Linked DNA regions of Gasterosteus aculeatus: region 1 is linked to region 2. The links are chromatin contacts, called in public Hi-C maps. All regions are on one chromosome and are shown on one strand. The core of a region is the stretch at or near the end of the contact, and the rest is flanking DNA. Distances in the headings are between cores, read along the strand shown. Region 1 holds the start of kirrel1a (kirre like nephrin family adhesion molecule 1a). Region 2 overlaps dock11 (dedicator of cytokinesis 11).

What was found. A called contact is a pair of places that touch in the nucleus more often than the background predicts.
Region 1: a contact with region 2 is called in a Hi-C map of whole body, with 4 times the contacts expected there. The contact joins the promoter of kirrel1a here to the enhancer-like site in region 2. A contact is called at or near these places in 3 of 6 Hi-C or Micro-C datasets (skeletal muscle and whole body).

Annotation. Positions count from the first base shown.
Region 1 is chr7:10,562,462-10,565,454 of fGasAcu3.hap1.1, forward strand. It overlaps kirrel1a (kirre like nephrin family adhesion molecule 1a), which reads left to right and starts at 1,284. Exons shown (of 14, transcript XM_078105705.1): 1 at 1,284-1,603. The coding sequence starts at 1,558.
Region 2 is chr7:10,520,573-10,523,826 of fGasAcu3.hap1.1, forward strand. dock11 (dedicator of cytokinesis 11) reads left to right here. Exons shown (of 55, transcript XM_078105696.1): 24 at 495-616; 25 at 718-787; 26 at 883-1,008; 27 at 1,284-1,355; 28 at 1,687-1,833; 29 at 2,031-2,114; 30 at 2,587-2,698; 31 at 3,067-3,105. Among protein-coding and RNA genes, the nearest start is that of LOC120821408, 22 kb to the right of the region's middle. Within about 2 kb of position 1,564, at least 3 of the 9 cell types and tissues checked have open chromatin away from gene starts, as enhancers often do.

The DNA of each region.
Region 1 (2,993 bases), core at 34-2,533, 42 kb after region 2:
GCCGGATCACTGCGCAGACCTGCGACGACGTCGGTCTCATGGAGAACCATCACCAAAATCTGTAGCCTACATTACATGACGGGAATGAGGACATGGCCTTTTTTATTCATCATGTATTTGGGAATCTGCTTTACAGTGACATCACCGCCTTTCCCCTCTAAAGAGTCACTGTTCCCGGAAGGTATGGTGTCAAATTACTTCGCCCTCCTGCCACTGCGTCCAAAAGAAAGTCTACTTTTAATATTAATTTGACCTCAGAGCTCAGTGTGACATTACGACACATTATGTTAATATGCTCAGTTATGTTCAGTAATAACTGACCTCTGATTCATGATATCTCTATGAAGATTTTAAATGTGACCTCTGCATCATTCTTAAAAGAATCTTTTTAAAGGATTTGGTGGTTCAGATGTGGAGGTTACGATGTCTCCAATGACTTCATCGCCTGATGAAACACGATGAGCAACAGAAATCATGCAAACTCGACCACAGCAAATGTGTCAAAATGATTACGCCCTTCTAAGTGGGTTTATTTGTCATTTTTTTCATAATGTATTTTTTGCCGGAGTTGGTCTGTGAAAGATCCAGGGGGGAGAGGAAAAACGGGGCAGTGCTGCTGACGTGCGAGAGAGAGAGAGAGAGAGAGAGAGAGAGAGAGAGAGAGAGAGAGAGAGAGAGGAATGCCTGTTAATGAAATATGACGTCAAATCAAACAGATTACAGCAAGGACAATACCGGAAGTAAAGCGTTGCTGCATTGAGTGAATTTCTATTATATTGTGTTTTTTCAGGTAATGTAAAAAATCTTATTGTGTAAAAGAAGACATCTGTACTGTTTCGTTTGTCAGTGGGCAATAGTTTGCCCACCCAATCCTTACATGTATAGGTTGTAAATTAGAGCATTATGATTGGGGGATATATATTTTCCCAGGATAGTCATTCATTTATCAACATTGTTTAGCAATGTCTCCCACCATGCTTTTAAAATCAAATTAGTGACCAGATAGTAATCCATTAATGTGTCCTGGAGGGTTTTGGGGTTGCAGAAGGCCCCGTCCATACCTACACCCATCATTATACTTTGGAAGAAAACATTGTATTTGAAAGTGGCAAATGTTTCGTTGAGGGTTGTACAGGATTATGCATGTATCACGGTTTAATTGTGATTAGCAATTGTACTAATAGTTATATACATGTATATATTTACATTTTCTTTAAATTCTCTTGCATACTGTACATCTTGCAAGGTGAACTTTATTTTGAAAAAGCAACCGACGGTTTCCGGTGTCTCGCGCTAGCTTTCCGCCTCAGCACAGAGCGGAACACTGACTGACGCTGAAGAGCGAAGAAGAGGAGAGAGAGGCGGACAAAAAAAAGGCAGAGAAATGCTGTAAAAGCGGAGCGCGTCCAAGTCGAGCCCGAGGACCGAGGCGCGAGGACGACGCGGGGGGACGGTTCTTTCAGAGCATAGTTGTTATCAAAGTCAGCAAACTCCCGCTTTTTGATGCTGTGCTCACGGAGGTCTGAGCCAATAACGGACTTATCGGTCGGCTGAACCATGCAGAGGCTGCTGCTCCTGAGTTTGCTGTTGAGTTTTCAAACTGGTAAGGCTGCATTTCTCCCTTTTTTCTTAGCGCATAACTCACGGAATAATGTCTGAATGAAATGTGTGAAACCACAGAGGGCTTTAACTCAGAGAGAGCCCTGCGCCCCTTTTCTGCCGGGGCGACGCGAAGAGAGGAGCGTGTAACGTGATTTCACAGCGTTCCCATATGAGCCGCAGCAATGGATCACCTCGGGCCTGCGTGCGTGTGTGCGCGCGTGCCGCTTCGCGCGAGCGCGCCCGCGCGTGCGATAACGTGTCCCTACCGCAGCAATGGATCGCCACACTTACACAAAATATTATATTATTATCAATATAATATATATCTATATAGGTATAGATATATATGACCTTTTGCGTATGACAGACCCCCCCCCCCCCCCCCACGCGACACAGGACGTGACGGGAATGACAGTGATGGAGCAGCGCTGCTCTACATGCCAGCAGCACCTCCACCCTGCTAACGGGGCTCAGTGGCTTGTCTGGCATTGAGACCACTTCCTCAAGCCCCTGGACTGAAAGACAGCTTGTATGGTTGCCCCCCCCCCCCGCCCCTAAGACAAAAACACCACCCACTTGTGTCCTACCTGCTTGACACAAAGCCGATCTGGGCACAATGAACAGCGGCACCCATGCACCCCCCCCCCACCCCTTCCATACCTGCAGGGTGCCAGGAAGGCTTGGTGTATCATGAGCTGAGTTGCTGGGAGACGGGAGGCTGTGGGGGGGGGGGGTGATGGCTATCATTTCTAAAAGCTACCTGTTTGAATGGAGGCCTATCTGTCCATCTTCTTGGACACGCCTCCACAGACCCCCCCCCCCGCCTCCCACCGTTGTCTACCTTGGCTGACCAGGAGCGTGCACGCGTCCAGTCCACCACTCCATCATAGGTGGTGGGTGGGGGGGGGAGGCGTGTTCGGGAGAGGGAAGGTATGGAAGGGGATGATGTCACCGTGTCTGCCAGGCTTTGTATCGCTCCGCCAGGCTTGCTGTGCTCAGCATCCCCCCCGTAGCGCGTTGTCGAGGTTCACACAGGCACAGCGCACTCTTCATACAGTGAAGAGCAGGCTCCTCTTCATCGATCCTCTAAAACACGTATGACACAATCTGCTAATATGCCCCCTCCCTCCCCCCTCTCTTCCTCCCTTGTTCTCTACATGGAGACCTCTTGCTGCGGTCACATGCTGTTGCCCTGTTTGTCCAAACTGTTTCAGTCCACATGACTAGCTCAGTGACACTGATGACGTTCATAAACACACAAACACACACACACACACACACACACACACACACTGATAAACGCTGCCTGTTCACGTGCTCGAAGCCATGTGCCCTATTGTCTGTGTAGGAGGCGTTACTGTAAGTCCATCATTGCTCGAGCACAAAGACAT
Region 2 (3,254 bases), core at 314-2,813:
CAGGAGAACAAGAAACAAGAAAGTGCAATTTCCTCAAATAAGCCAATTTACAATTTGCTATAGATGAGTGACGTTACAAGTACAATCTAAGTGCTACAATTTGTTAGTCGAGTCGAGGTAGAGTCTGAATAACTTAATAATATTTCCTCTAGGGCCTTGGATGCTGAACAGATGTCTAATATTGGGGAAATCTGAAAATGCCCCCCCAACTTTTGGGTGGTGGTCAGAATTCTTGAGAATTCGACGTTTGAATCATACAGTTTTTTTTCTCACATGAAAAGCTTTTACTATGTCTATTCTTTCTTGAGGTTTGCCTAAAAGTCAAGTCTGTTCTACAGCTTGAGGTGACCAGAGTTTTACCCTTTTTTAGGAAAACCTTCTTAAAGACCCAAACTCTCGTAATCCGTAGCCTCTGCAAGCCTTGTAAAATCGTTGCACATTAAAATCCAAGTTGAAGTTATTACTCCTGGATTTCTCTTTCTCCCTTCCCACAGTGCCTGCATGCCATGGAGACTCATGTAATCATCAACTTCCTTCCTACGGTGCTGATGCAGCTGTTTGGGGTGCTCACAGCAGCGACCAAAGAAACCCATGAGATTGCTGTCAACTCGCTGCGGTCAGTTTTACCACTTCGGTGAAACGTGAATGCAGTTTGTACCAACAGATGCTGAAGACAGACGCTCACTCTGTAACTGTGCCCTGCTTCTGTGCCTTCAGTGTGATCATACATATAGTCTCCAGATGTCACGAGGAGGGCCTGGAACACTACCTGCGCTCTTTTGTGAAGGTAACCCACCAACACAAACGCTGCCACAGGGGTAATATATCAATTCTGGAGGTTTCAGGTTTTTATTTATTATGTGTCGTTTGTTCCCCTCCTAGTATGTGTTTGTGACCAACAACCCTTCATCGGGAAGCTCTGCAACCACCCACGAGATGCTGGCCACCGCTGTAACAGCCACCCTCAAGCAAACGGCAGATTTCAACACAAGCAACAAGCTGCTGAAGGTGTGTGCGCTCTATACTTGCTGCGCGGGTCAGCTGTAGTACCGTTATTGAAAAGCAGGAGGCACAGCTTCACCGTGTCGCTCTAAACAGAAACTTCAGTCTTTGTGACCAGAGACGAAACCCAGAAGCATGTAGCTGCTTCTGTCTTGTTCCGTGATGGCATATATTTGGTATTTCTTTAGTCATATACCCCGGCTACACCATTGTGGAGCTTATCAGCATGTTTGGAAATACCCATACTACTATAACCCCATTCATTTTATCCCTTTCTGTAGTACTCCTGGTTCTTCTTTGAAACCATGGTCAAATCCATGGCCCAGTACCTGCAAGAAGGCAACCGCATCAAGGTTGGTAATGAGTGATTTCTTCTTCCTTCAGTCATTTAAGGTGAGCAGCATGAGACACTACCCCAAAGTGCAAATGTTCATGTTTAGCACAACCTCTAAAGCGAACACATATCAAGTTATGTTATGGATCATGTCAACACCGTTCAACAAGTGCGAGGCCTGAAGCGGTTAGAACAGGTAGAACTGGAAAGAAATGTGTTCCTCCTAATTATCCACGCCCTGCAAACCTGTGGGAGTGTGTGACGTCCCTGCCTGTTTGTCACGTTGACCTTTTGATTCCGTCAAAGCAAGCGTTCTGCCTTTACATGTTTTCCCCCGAATGTGTCATCAGATGCCCCGGGCCCAGCGCTTTCCCGACAGTTTCCACCAGGTGATCCAGTCGCTGGTGTTGTCCATCATGCCACACATCACCATCCGCCACATGGAAATCCTGGAGGAAGCTCGATGCATCAACCTGAGCCTGGCCAATTTCATCAAGGTCTGACCCAACCTGCTCTAACCCACTGAAGGCTGTTTGCTGGGAACAGTCATTCATGGCGTCTTGGCCTCCTTACATGACTGAGACTGACACTACTACAGTTTTTATTTCGAACTCTCCTCCAGAACAGAAATGTGTTTGTCGTGTCTGTTCCCTCAGCGGTAGATAATGCGCTAACCACGTTTTCTCTCCCTCAGAGGTGCCTGACCGTCATGAACCGGGGCTTTGCCTTCGGCCTGGTCAACCACTACATGTGTCACTTTGGTCTCAGAGATCCCAAGGTACATGCTCAGTGTACATGTACATCAGGGCATGCTGCAAGAACGGGCGCTGGTTTGCCTATTTCTAACCTGCATTTAGGAGACGTTCTGAGATGGTTTATTTGGGGTTTTAGAAGATAAATTATTATCAAGCACTTTTTGAATTTCTAATGGGATTTATTGTTATAAACTCTGAGCAAGTGAAAAAACAGAATTAAACTAAACTAAAGTATTTCTTATTTTGCTGATAAGATACTTATGCGTATCAGATTGCGTGCATATAACTGACTAACATGTGCCGTGTCTCATTTGACTAACAAATTCAACCAAAGTAGTTCCTAGCGGACTCTGTTTGAAAAGCGATATCTGCGGCGCCGAGTATTCTATTCGAACAATGAGGAGAATTATATTGCCACTCTGGGGCAGTTAACATACATTTGCATTAACCGTGTGTGGAGTCACTCAAATATTTGTGTCTTCTTTTGGCACGCAGGTGCTGACTGAAATGAAGTTTGATTTCTTGATGGCCGTGTGTAACCACGAACACTTCATCCCTCTGAACCTGCCCATGGCTTTTGGGCGCACCAAGATGCAGCGCGTACAAGGTGAGAAAGTCCCGACGTCACGTCCTTCCCATCTGAACGCATTATGCTTCATATCACACGTGTAACCACTGACCGTCTCTCACATGAACCCCACAACCCGCCCAACAGCCTGCTTCTGACCCACATCCAACCACACGCGTCCCCTCTGTTAACCCGCCTGACTTATTGGTTCACGCATACACGTGTCTCTTATTGGTGGCACGTCCCACCGACTAATTGATACGAATACACAAGCAAAAGTGATACGCAAACAACTACGCTGTGGAAATGCTGCATGGATTGTTTACTGTTTCAGCTCCCGATTTATTTATTTTCAACAACCCCCCCCCCCTCCCCCCTTCCTTTTTTTGTGTTTTGCTTGTGGTCAGATTTTATACCGTATGCGACGGAGCTTTTTGGCCCTGTAGGTAGGTGAAGCTCATCGCACCATCCTGCACATCATCGCCACAGAAGTTTGCCGCCGTATGCAAACGACTTGCACCTTCTTGCTCTGAACTGCACTAACATCGCCATCCTGCCAGCCTCACGCCCTTTTCTCCTCGTAGGGCTCCCAGCC